Linked DNA regions of Mus musculus: regions 2 and 3 are each linked to region 1. A link is a contact called in public targeted proximity ligation data. All regions are on one chromosome and are shown on one strand. The core of a region is the stretch at or near the end of the contact, and the rest is flanking DNA. Distances in the headings are between cores, read along the strand shown.

Region 1 (4,413 bases), core at 964-3,463:
TATTAGCCACATGTATGTACCTCAGTGCCAAGGGAAAGGAGAGGCTGCTGCTGTGTTAGATGGGAGATGGTAGATACTTTTATTTATTTATTTATTTATTTACTTACTTTTTGAGACAGAGTTTTTGTATGTAGTCGAGTATCCTTGAACTTATAATCTTCCCTCCCCTTTCTCACAACTGATTGTATTTCAGGTATACACCTTGTATAGACAAGGCTTTTAACTTTGTTGTTATTTCATATGTGTTAAACATAGAAAATGTGCATGTCTCATAATTCCAGGAAGAGTCTGTATAGATGTAGTTGTTGTTGATACATTGACAGGGGTTAGCAGTTAGAAGGGGGTAAAGTTTTATTATTATGTTATGACAGCAAGATAGTCCCAGAAAAAAAAAATCTATGTGTAAGAGCATGGCTAAGCCCCAGAGACCTAACTAAAGCTACCTGCCCTTCTCCATGTAAACAACACACTCAGGACACGTGTAAAAAATAGAATAGCTTATACCCTGGTCAGCTTCTATATACAACTACATGGAAGAGAAGAAAGTGAGACACGGTCTTCCACTGTCTTTGGGCTACTGAAATTTGGAGTAAGAGTTCTTTCCTGTGAAAGGTGGATAAGTTGTTGAAGTGTGCTCTGTAAGATGTTCATCTGCATGCATCCTTGGTCTCTACTTCTTGATGGCAATAGGGCACCAACCTCTCCTATCTGGGACAAGAAAAGGTTTTTATAAACAATGGTTAAATATTTCCTGGGGACAAAACACCCTTGGGTAAAAACAACTAGAAACAGAACAGCTGGACTGTCTCTGGAAGGGGACGGATTGGCTTGTTGGCTCGTTGGCTCAGCTTTGTCCGGAGGCAGAAAGGCAAGACACTAGTCATTACATAGAAGCAGACTTTCAAATGCAGCATCCCACCCGCATGTAAAGTCAAACAAAAACATGCAGGGCATGGTGGGAATGCTCACCTGCCAGGACATGTGATGACACTCATTATGATTGTCAACCTTATTTTCTCAGGTGAGGAGAGACCAGAGTTGTTTCTTCCATTTCCATTTTTGATTGCTTGAGATTTCAAAGGAAGAGTGAGGATACTTGGCAGTCAATTTCTTTTCTACTCTTACTGGGCTCTTGGGACAGCAAAGTGAAGGATGTCCTAGGCAAGTCAGGACAAGCTGATGATCCCTTCAGAGCCCAACAATATTCTAATGCAGTCGGGCTTCCCCCAGACTTGGAGAAATTCCCCCAGTATTAATCACTTATCCCTCAGAACCTCCTAGAATCTGTTTCATTTAGTTATTGTTCCCAGAAGTCTCTGAAGTGAGTCACAGCAGACATTAAATTAGTTCAAGGGTTATGGGTTCTTTCAAGCAGGAAATACATCTTCTATTTTCCTTTCTATCCTTTTATTTTTATTGACATATAAATTCTGCAAATGTATGGGGCACAAGGTAAGGTTTCATTATGTAGATACCCCCCATGTAAATTAATGATATTCAGACTGTCTCTCCAGAGTTTGTACTATAACCAAAGAAGGAGAAAAAAGATTCCCTGAACTTGACGAAAATGAATTTTTCTCTAACTAATTCACTGAGTAGAAATTAATATCCCTCAACAAAAGTCCTCTCCTCTGTTGAAATGAAAGTCTGAGATAGGTTACAGTGTGCCAACTTCCCCACCTTCCTTTTTTTTCTCTTTCAGATAGCCTTCTTCCCTCACACGGACTCTCAGTTCCTCTTTTCTGCAGCTGTGGTCTGGGACATCTTCCACTAGGATGGGTGGAATGGGTGCCAACACTTCTAAAACTGGACTAATCCAAACCCACTCATCTGACCACTCCGAAGTTTTGAAGGGTCAGCAGAGCATGGCAGAACTTTGACGGATTGGCTGATACACAAAAATTTCAGAATGAACTCTTTGTGGCGGCATCAGCGTGCTTCTGAGCAGTTGTTTCTCTGGATCCCTGCAGACGGTATAATCCAAACTGCTTTGCTGCTGCTAGCAAGAGCCTAAGAGAAACATAAAGTCTTCTTGGTAACAGAAGGTGGACGAGGCAGCTAGGGCAGAGAAGTGCTTTATGTTCCAGTTTGCTTCCATTGCTGTGATAAAACCCACAACCAAAACAACTCGGGGAGGAAAGGGTTGATTTATTCATCTTCCGCTCGATGTCACAATCCATCTGTGAGGCAAGCCATGGCAGGAACTCAGGCCAGGAACTCAATCAAGGCAAGAACCTGGAAGCAGGAACTAAAGCAGAGTCCACAGAGGAACTCTGCTTACTGGTCTGCTCAGCTTGCTTTCTTATATAGCCCAGGACCAGTTCTCTAAGGGTAATATCATTCACAGCAGGCTGGGCCCTTCCACATTAATCATCTATCAAGAAAATGATTCAAAGACTTGCCTAAAGGCCAATCTGAAGAAGGAATTTCTTAACTGAAGTTCCTTCTTCCCAGATCACTCTATTTTGTGTCAAATTGACAAAACCCAACCAAGACAATCTGTTTCCCATTCTTGGTATACTGTCAATAAGAACGCATATGTTCCGTTAGATGCTCAAAACTCCTTTAAGGGCATTAAGTAAACCCAAGTCCTGAAGACACAGCATGGCACACCCTTCTGAGTTTCCTTTCAGCTCTTGGTCTTGAGTTATTTTCTTTTTCTTTGCAGTCTCCATGTCTATTTACATGGCCATTGTTTAAAATCTGATCACCCTCCATGCCAAATCTTTAACCTCAGCCCCTCTAGACAAAGTCATGAGCTAGGCTCACATCTGTGACTCACTTTCTTCCAGAGTCACGAGGCTCCATGGTGGAAGTTAGGGTGGGTGTCAATAAATTAGAAGACCTAGGGACAAGCTACATGGATCCAAGGCTGAGTTGCTTAGTCATCTTCCTATATTCACTCCAAAATAATAAGAAGAAATGACATTTGGAACCACCACATGCTAAGAATTTATCTTATGTATTCATTTTTTGAGACAGTGTCTCACTTTGTACATTTGGCTTTTCTGAAAATCAATATGTAAACCAGGCTAGCCTTGAACTCAAAAAGATCTACTTGCCTCTGCCTTCCAAGTGCTGGGGTTAAAAGAATGTTCCAGAATACCTGACTCACATACTAAGAATTTAAATTCTGGATGCTGCACAAATGAGTATGCTCTAGTCTTCAGAAGTAAAGTGACTTTTCCTTCTTAAAATATTTGTCCAAAATTATGACTGAGTCACACAATAAAGGGTGAAACAAGATCATTGAGAACTTTTAAAATATTTCTCCAGTTACCAGGCTTAAGCTGCTTATATCTTGGAAGCTCTTACTTTTCTGAGATGCACAAAGATAGACAGCAGGGAACCAAGGTCATTACGTAACTGCTTAGCTCCATGTCTAGCATCTGAGGTCATGATGGCATCTGTGCTTGCAAGGCTTTGGGTAGTTCTTCCCTCCTGCTGTTGTTTACAGCCTATTTGTTCTGTCATGGGTTGGTTCAACTCTGTGTCTAAAGCTTTCCTCAATGGATTATGACAGTCCTAACATTTCCCATTATCCATCATCCTGAGGTCTCCATTACACCTTAGGGTTCACCATCCTAGCTTCATCCTAGCTTTCAGGCCCTTCTGCTGTCTCAATGGCTTTCTGGAACCTTGACATAACCTCTTTAACCTCCATGCTTTTCATCCTTCATTTCTACAAAATCCATATCATCTGGATAACTCTGCCAAGTGTCTTAGTCAGGGTTTCTATTCCTGCACAAACATCATGACCAAGAAGCAAGTTGGGGAGGAAAGGGTTTATTTGGCTTACACTTCCATACTGCTGTTCATCACCAAAGAAAGTCAGGACTGGAACTCAAGCAGGTCAGGAAGCAGGAGCTGATGCAGAGGCCATGGAGGGATGTTCCTTACTGGCTTGCTTCCCCTGGCTTGCTCAGCCTGCTCTCTTATAGAACCAAGACTACCAGCCCAGGGATGGCACCACCCACAAGGGGCCTTTCCCCCTTGATCACTAATTGAGAAACAGCTGGATCTCATGGAGGCACTTCCCCAACTGAAGCTCCTTTCTCTGTGATGACTCCAGCCTGTGTCAAGTTGACACACAAAACCAGCCAGTACACCAAGTTTTCCAAACAGCATGAGATGTTTAGACACCTGCCTTTGGACCAAAATTTCAGGGACCACTGTGTGCTTGTCTTAGAGGAAACAGTTTTTTTGAGCAGGAAATCCCTTCAGCGTTATCCTCATGTCAGGCTCTTTCCCTTCAAATGAGTATCCGTTCTTACAGGCTGGAGCTTTCAGTGGGTGGGGTCTTGCCATGTGAGTACCTCCTCATTACTCCAGTGACAGTGTGAGTTTTTCTTTAATGGCATCAAGAACTTTAACAATTACCGATTCTTTATCTGCATGCTCCTGGTCCAACAA
Region 2 (4,413 bases), core at 1,372-3,871, 330 kb before region 1:
ATGTGCCCAACACCGGAAGTGTTTGTGAAGGACAGGCAAAGATGCTACTTCCCACTGCAAGCCGCCACAAACTGAGACCAGGTATCAGTCAAGCACAGACACCAGAAACTTGTCCTGGGTCCACAACAAGCCTTGAGCACAGAGGCTCCTCTCTGAGCAGGGCTGCATTTCCTCTTCTCCCTCTGGAATCCGCTCTACTTAGGTGTGACCTGGCTTCTGAAATTCCAAACCATGTCTCTGGTAGCCAGAGGCTCTAAACATCTCTTGTTCTGACAATAGTCTGGCTATTTTCCTGAAACTGAACAAAGGTTATCTATTTTTTGTGTCTCTGTAAAATGACTCTTATTGAGCACTGGCAATTTAATCATAAAACAGGCCATTTCAAATCCAGTCCTTCATACTTTACAAGTTGTGGCATCCCAGCTCTATGGGCAACTCTATGCAAGGCAGAGGAAGCACAGATGGGAATCATGCTGGAAGCATTTGGATTCTATGTTGCCTTTTGTCGGCAAGCTATTTAAGGGATGTGGAGGTAGTGAGATGGGGGCCATTGGGTTTATATTAAGCTACCAGTCAGGATGGCCATGGCTCAATGACAGTTTCTGAATGACTTCACTGGGCACACTAGTCCAGTAACTGGGGCAAACACACAGATCAGTTGTAAACTACGTGTACTAACAGTGTGCACTAATCAGGAGGAACACAGCTAATGTAACTTTAAACAGAAAGGAAAATACAGAAGCATCACATGTTCTTGTCTAAAGGAAATGCAGGGACAGAATGAAGCAGAGCGCCATGGCTCTACATGGCTAACATGGCTGTCCTCTGAGAGGCTCTACCAGCAGCTGACTCAGACAGATGCAGATACTTATAGCCAAGTATTGGACTGAGGTCAGGAGCCCTGTGGAAGAGTTAGGGGAAGGACTGAAGGAGCTGAAAGAGATTTCAAGCCCATAGGAGGAACAACAGTATCAAGTAACTGGACCCCTTGGAGCTCTCAGAGGCTAAGCCACCAACCAAAGAGCATACATGGGCTGGTCGGTGGCCCCTGCACATACATAGCAGAGGACGGCCTTGTCTGGCCTCAGTGGGAAAGGATGCACTTAATCCTGTAGAAACTTGATGTTCCAGGGAAGGGAGATGCTAGTGGGGTGAAATGGAGTGGTTGGGTGGTTGGGTGCGGGGAGCACTCTCTCAGAAGCAAAGGTGAGGGGGAAGGGGAAAAGAACTCATGGAGAAGGGACCGTGAAGGGGGGGGGCAACATTTGGAATGTAAATATATAAATAATAAAAAATTATGGGAAAACCAAAACAACAACAAAAGCCTAAGTTCAGCAGAGAAAGAATTATGTACTGTAACTGCTCCAGGCTCCATGCCCCCTTCCTCCTACTGCCGAAATGAAAATGAGAACAAAGAACAGTCTGAGCAACAAGAAAACTACCTTCTCGCGCGCGCACACACACACACACACACACACACACTTTAGAACGGAACTTGCATGGTGGCATATGCCTACACTCTTGGCCCTTGGGAGGTGGAAGTAGAATTGGGAATTCACTCAAGCACATCCTTGGCTACGCACAAATTTGGGGTTAGCCTAGGCTGCATGAAACCCTGTTTTAACCAACCAACCAACCAACCAACCAACACACCCACCCACCCCAGAGTAGAAACAAAGGTCCCATAAGACAGTGATTCTTCTGAGTATAATAGTCTTTGGTACTTGCAGCTTGGTTGCATTTACATCTATTCCATTTCTCTATCTTAAAGATGGTGTTCATGATTTAACACTTAGAACCTACAACCCAAAAAGGGTTTCCAACTCACTCAATGTGTTAAGACAAAACATTTACAGGCTGTGGTGGTTTGAATAAGAATGACATCCCACCCCCTCCTCCCATCCCCCAGGCTCATATATTTGAATGCTTAATCACCAAGGAACGGTAGTGTTCAGAAAGATGATGAGATATGGCCTTGTTTGAGGAAGTGTCACTAGGAATGGGCTTTGAGGTTTCAAAAGGCCAAATCAGGTCCTGTGAGTGTGTGTGTGTGTGTGTGTGTGTGTGTGTGTGTGTGTGTGTGTATGTGTGTCTGTCTGTCTGTCTGTCTGTCTCTACTTGCAGTTCAGGATGTAGCTCTCATCTACTTCTCCAGTACCAGGCCTGCCTGCCTATCACCATACTCCCTGCCGTGATGGTTATACTAAATGTCTGAAACTGCAGACAAGCCTCGAATTAAATGCTTTCTCTTATAAGAGTTGCCTCATAAGAGAGCTTGTCTCAGTCCAGTTTGGAGGCTGGAATTCTAACATGATGTAGCTCTATCAATGTGGCCACCAGTCAGTCTTGTTCATTAACAATTCATCCTGTGAGACCAACACTGATTTTTCTCTAAGTGAAGTCCTTAGTAACCTAGTCACCTTTGAGTAGATTCCTCTTCTAAAACATTCTTACCATTTATTATTACTATCACAGTGGGAGCCACATACACCCCTGTGGAAACTTAAGCTGTATCCGAATGAGGACAGAGTGAACACTTCCTTTGTTCTTGGGTTGTTAGACTAAGAAGACATGATTTAGGAACCAGACAATAAGGAAGCAAGAGTACTCTCAACTCCTAGTGAGAGCAGCAGCCCTTGGTTCTTCCTGGTTACATGGGCTCCTATGAGCTCCAGCTACAAAGCTATGACTAACATAAACACAGTGAACAATCAAACAGATGCAGAGGTAACAAACAGAAGGTGGAAGGTTTTAACAGACAGAGTCCCAGGATAACTTCTGTGAGATAATGTATCCCAAATATAGTAGGGAATCTGCACCCATGAAATCTCAAAATTATGGTCACCTAAACAAGCCCTGAAAAATGACATGCCAGCATAGAGGGGAAAAAAAATCTCACAAGGCCCCAACCCTACATGAGAAGCTACAGGCAATTATGGCTACTGAGAAGAGAAAATTCAGTCTTTTCCACTATGATTTGTCTAATCAAGTGCTCAGCGCTATACACAAGGGCATATGAGCAATGCTAATATATATATATAACACTAATTATAAAATAAAAGGGATCATGAATTTGAGAGGGAGTGTGTGCATGTATGTGTGGGCAGGGCAATGACATAGGAAGAGCTGGAGGGGAGAGGGGAGGAGCTACCTCTGCAATGATTGATGTAAATACAGTAATTATGTATGAAATTCCCCAAAACAGAATATGAAAAATTGAGCTGGAGATATGGCTGCTCATCCAGAAGACCCTGGATTCAATTTTTGAGACCCAGTCATCTCAAACTCCGATTCCCGGGGATTTGATGCCCTCTTCTGGTCTCCAGAGGCAATGCATGCACATAGTGCAAAGACAAACCACCCTATGCATGAAGATAAATAAAAATCACAAAAATTTATATTAAAAAAGAAGTACCAAACATTTTGTTATTAAGTAATTGCATTTTAAAAGCTGTGTTGTTTTTAGTATTTTCCATTTTGGTGTATATTTCTACCTTCTGTTCTGTTAGCTTGGAAGGAATTTTCTAACACAAAGATTTTCATGTTTTTGGCTTTCATACAGTGTTTTTCTCATACCTGAATCTTATATAGTAAATGCTTAAATCTATTGAATGAGAAAACTCTCTTAAAACTAAATTAGCAGGTGATTTTACAGATGGAAGTTGTCTCAATTTCTCCATTAAAATTATTGATGATGTGAGCTATCATGTACTTGATATTTACGTGTTCTCGGTAGTTTCTCTATTACCTATTTTAATATTCCCTACAACAAAAGACAAATAGCATCATTATTACAGTTTGAATCTGCGATGGCCCCCACAGGCTCATTTTTGGACTCCCAGTTGCCAGCTTGTGGTCCTATTCTTAAGAGAGTGGGCCCCTTAAGAAGTGGGGTCTGGGTGTTGAAGAAGACTTCTATATCCTTCTCCTGTCTACACGATTCTCTGTCTAGTACCATGGGGAATCTACCACATGTTCTCCCCACCAAGAACCCCATCACACCTTCTGCCTTCAGAAACCACGAGCCCAGGAAAACCTCTGTCCTTTGGTTGTTTCTGAATGCACTTCCTCCCAACAATAGAAAAAGTACCCAATATCTTAGGTGCTTACATTAAAGCTGTTAACACAGAGAAAGTAAGTGTTTGAGATCACTCAGCCTGTGGGTGGAGCTTTGTCTCAACCAGGGCAGTTGGATTCTTTCTACTTCTCTGCTCCTTAGTGAGGGACAGCTCAGGAGTACAACATCCTAAGTGTCCAATGTCTCAGGAAATACATTTCTGTCTTACTGCTGTGTGTGTGTATGTGTGTGCTGCATACATGTGATTGTACAGGTGTGAGGGCCCAATGGCCATGGGCAAGTTAGAGCAGGATGTCATGGGTCTCCATCATTTTCTCCCTATTGCTAGAGACAGT
Region 3 (4,413 bases), core at 1,433-3,932, 310 kb before region 1:
TGGCTCAGAAGGTGAAATACTGAAGACACAATTTGTGAAGCAGAAAAGAAAAGACAACTGAGAACTGTATCTCTCACTGCTCAGGAAAGGCCACCGTGGGCAGCTTGTGCCTGCGTGCCCCAGCTCCAGCGTCTCATGTCCCACCATGGCTTAGCAAGCAGGACTCAGGAGAGCTCGGGGCAGTTTTGTACTTTATAATGGCTTGGGGGAAGGGATTTACTTTGTAGCCCCAGAAGTGGGGTTTCTAGTGTACTACGTATATCCTCCTCATTTGTGCCTGCCACATTTTGGATGGAATAAAGTAATATCTAATCTCTTTATTTTCCACTGAAATACTTCATATTCTCAGCAAAACTGATGGAAAATGGGGGGTGGGTGGGTTCCTGTTGTATTATTCCATTCATTTAACCTTTTAAAAAGAAGCACCAGGGCTTAAGCAAATTTATATTACAGAGTAAATTCAGAGAGTTAATTATAGAAATAATTTGTTTTGTAAGACTGACTCTGAGTGGCTGCTGAGGTCATTCTGAGAGTGTTGCTATGGTGATGGCACAGGCACATTGCCAAGGCAATGCATGTGTAAAAGGTAGCTGGCGGAAGATCTTTCCTTGATGTCAGAGACAGGAAGAAGTCATGGTATACATGGGACTTAATTATCTGGGAGATAAGCCACATCTAAGAGTGCTTTAGAAAACGTAGGTTTGCCTGTTTAAGTCCTCTTTACTCCTATCTTATAGGCCTTTGATGACTTTTTGCTATATTAAGACACCAAATAATTTGGAACTTGTTAATTAAACATATTTAGCCTTCTTCCACATGCTCTCAGATTCAGTGGTCAGGGTCCATGACTAGCTTTTTCTGTGGCTGTTTTACCAGCACTCGGCAGGGAGCCACGGAACATACGCTCAGTGTGTTGCTCAAATGAAAACTATTTTATGAGAAATGCGCAATGGCTAGGCAAGTAGAGAACTCCTTAGGAACCAGCCCAGGAGCCAAGGGGCTGTTAGCTACCCATCCTTATGTGATTACACTTCTGGGACATAGCTCGCCTGCATTATGTAAAAACTAAATTCTGAATTAAAACGACTGACAAATTTCAATACAACAGAGGAAGGGCAGCACTGGTTTAACTTCATTTAGAGATATGCTTCCTGACTTCAGCCCTGTCCACGGGATGACGTAACTGGTACAACCACACTCACCAGGGTACAGCTTCTCCCCTGGCTTTCTATCCAGTCCAGTGACAACCGAGGAGGCTGACCCGATCAACAGACATGTCTGAGAGAATCTCCTGAATGGAGCAAAGTTATATAGGGTTCTGTTGGTTTTCAGTAAAAGGAAGGGAGGGCAAAGAAAGAGCTAAAGTAATCTCACAGTTCCTCTCCCACAGCAACAGAGTCACCTGGAGTTTAATGGCACACTAGACTTACAGCTTTATGGTAGAAGCGAAAGATATGAAAGCTCTTGGATAAATTCATGGGCTATGCAAGGAGTTTGCCCAAGATTTTATTTGGGTTAAGTCATCATAAAATTCCAAGTAATAATCCCCAAACATCTCCCTGTAGCATGTTTGAATACATGAGTGGATGAAGGCAGCCACGCCCACTAGCTTGCTTTCTTGTTACAATTAACTTCAGGATCATCTCTTGCTGTAAACAATAAAGTTTTAAGTTTAGAAAAAAGGAGCTATACCCATGCTTTGAATTATTAAAAGTAAAGAGTAAAGCTGAGACTTCGGTAAAATAATATGACCAAATCAAATTAAATTTGACTTTTTTTTTGCTTGGGATATGATTCTAAGTGATCATTAATTTTAATGATTGTCTGTCCATAGCAAATTTGAGCTACTGTGAGCATAAGAGTAACTTTGAACAACTCAATTGTCCCTCCCAGTTTTAAATGAAAGCAACCCAGAATAAGATTTGGCAACATATAAGTGAACTAGCTTTTTTTAAAAAAAAGTTTTAAAGAAAAAGTTAGAGGCATATAGACAGACCTTAGCAAGTACACCATTAAGAAAAAAGGACCTGTGGGTAGTAAGTAAGAAAAGAAGTTTCTGGCATGTGATGCAAACCCAGCTAAACACAAGATAAAACAGTGCCTTGTGGCATTAACAGCATGCTCACTGGGCAGATATTTGGCACTGGGGGATTTTAACCCCTATTAAGTGTCTCCATGGCAAGGCTGCCATGTTACAGATTTGCAGTTCAAGTTCGATATGAAGATAAAATCGTGGCACAGAAAAATGATGCTGGGTAGGCTTCATATTTTTAATTATTAAAAAGAAGGTTACAAAAACTAGGTCGCCTTCATTAAAAAAAATTAACAAGACCTCATTGTGAGAGGCCCAGTCCCTTGGGAGTAGAAAGCTAGATCATGCCATGAGATCCTATCTGACTGTCAGAAAGCAGCGAAGGCAAGGAAGAAGCCCAGACACAGCTCTGTCCAGAGCTGGATGAGCACAAAATTCCAGAGAAAAAGAGTTAAAAAAACAAAACAAAAAACCAAACCACTGGAACATTGTTAGAGAGACCTTTAAAAAATGGTTTAGTGACAGTTCTGAAATCTACTACCCTGAGACAAGGTTCAAAGCAACCCAGGTCTGAAGGCCTGGATGGAGCGGCCCTCCTCCCTCTGATCTGATTGGCCAGGAATCTGGTTCAGCTTGTTAGCTGAATGCAGTTACTCATTACACAAGCACTCCCGTCTCAAGTGAACTCAGTGGGTAAAAGGGAAGTAAGCGTTCCTCATGGCTAGTGCTCAGTGACCGGTAGCATTTATTACGGGTAGTTTTGGACATAACGTTGTTTGCTTTTCATAGGAAATCCCAAGTGCAAGGCAAAGGCCACAAAGTAGTGTTATGGATCCCGATTCTTCAGAACGTTATCTCAGGGGAGAGTAATCTCCACAGTAAAGAGAAAGGGAAGGGAGAATGGGTCCCGACTCTCTTTGACAAAAGAACTACAACAATTCACAAAGTATTTTTTCCCCTTAGCAAATATCCTGAGTATCCTGAAAAGAACTTAGCATTTAGGAAAGAGACTCAACATATTAATTCTATATACATACTGTTCAAAATGATTATCAAAGAGACCAGTGGGACCGAGCAACTCTGTGTGCCAGGCAGACCCCAGTGTTGAGTCCAGGACAAGGCCAAGAGCAACAGATTCACAACTATATTGCACAAAGAAACAGACAAAGCCTGTATTAGATACACACACAGCCAGGCACAACAATGCACACCTATAGCCCTTACTACTGGGGTGGGGAGAGGGGAGCTAAGCAGGATTGTTTGTGGCAGGGAGCCTGAGGTACTGTACTGGTGCAACACAAATGGACTGTCTCTTAAGTAGGAAACAAAAGGAAACAACAAAATCCAAAGAGAGAGACAGAGGAAGGCAAAAGAGGCCCTTAGTTCCCCTACTGAGTTTTTCTAATTTATTTTCTTGTAAGACAGCTTTCAAGGGTGTTGATTAATTCTGACCCAATTCTGAAACACCAAGAAACAATAGAATGTTGCTTCTTATCTGCCTTGCTGTGCAGTGACTATGCTTAATTCAGATAACATATACCTGTTTAATGAGAATGTATTATGTTAAATTCTAATTCCGCGTGTCTTTGATGGGAGTTGGTGGCTGGCACAAGGAACTGGTATGAAAATACATTAAAATATACTTCTTTGCCTTAGGGATGTCAGACTACCTGGGAAGCAAAGATAGTACAGATGAATCAATTGAGAAACAATTAAGTACCCAAGTGTAACTTGCTAACTAAGAATGTAATAAGAAAGGATAGGTGATCATGAACTGCAGTAGGGAATTATGTGCACAAAAGGGTGGGGGATGCTAGAGGCAGAAAAGAGAAGAAATAAGAGTAAAGAAATCAGAAATGGCACAGAATTTTCTTAGTTTTTCAACTAATACCTTTTAATCAAAGTCCATGGTAAACCAGAGAATAACTTCTTTGAAAGTGGGAATGAACCAAATGATAAAAGACCTAAATCCCTTCCTAAAGGAGTGGTACTGTAGCAATGAGTACAGTTGTACTGCACATACCCACTGGTGATATGAACAATGGGCCTATGAGAAGTCCCACTGACCACAGCTGAGAGCTAACTCTAAACACAAGCCAGTTTCCTAAGGCCATATTATTTTAACTTAGAGGTTTACTCTGTAGCACCAGGCCCTGACATTCAAGCATGATGACCATGTCCAGAGACTGATGGATGGGCCATCCTAATTTGACTTAACATATAACAAGACAACATTGAACCTATTGATTTATTCATTTATTGATTTATTTATGTATAGAATTGTTTTGCCTGCACATATTCGGAATCCAGAAGAGGGCAGTGGATCCCCAGGAACCTGAGTTACTATATAATCTTATGAGTCACCATATGGGAAACTTAAC

Evidence for each region.
Region 2: a contact with region 1 is called in a targeted proximity ligation map of bone marrow-derived macrophages, with 3 times the contacts expected there. A contact is called at or near these places in 4 of 484 Hi-C or Micro-C datasets (bone marrow-derived macrophages, cortical neurons, cranial neural crest and 1 more) and 4 of 130 datasets of targeted methods (the NIH/3T3 cell line, bone marrow-derived macrophages and fibro-adipogenic progenitors).
Region 3: a targeted proximity ligation map of bone marrow-derived macrophages shows a contact between it and region 1, with 5 times the contacts expected there. A contact is called at or near these places in 6 of 484 Hi-C or Micro-C datasets (the N1E-115 cell line, bone marrow-derived macrophages, cranial neural crest and 3 more) and 4 of 130 datasets of targeted methods (astrocytes, bone marrow-derived macrophages, heart atrium and 1 more).

Annotation. Positions count from the first base shown.
Region 1 is chr19:16,013,186-16,017,598 of GRCm38.p6, reverse strand. No RefSeq gene overlaps it. Among named protein-coding and RNA genes, the nearest start is that of C130060C02Rik, 30 kb to the right of the region's middle.
Region 2 is chr19:16,341,794-16,346,206 of GRCm38.p6, reverse strand. All of the region lies in intron 5 of Gnaq (guanine nucleotide binding protein, alpha q polypeptide), which reads right to left. Among named protein-coding and RNA genes, the nearest start is that of Mir496b, 29 kb to the right of the region's middle.
Region 3 is chr19:16,324,385-16,328,797 of GRCm38.p6, reverse strand. The region is part of intron 3 of Gnaq (guanine nucleotide binding protein, alpha q polypeptide); the gene reads right to left. Among named protein-coding and RNA genes, the nearest start is that of Mir496b, 12 kb to the right of the region's middle.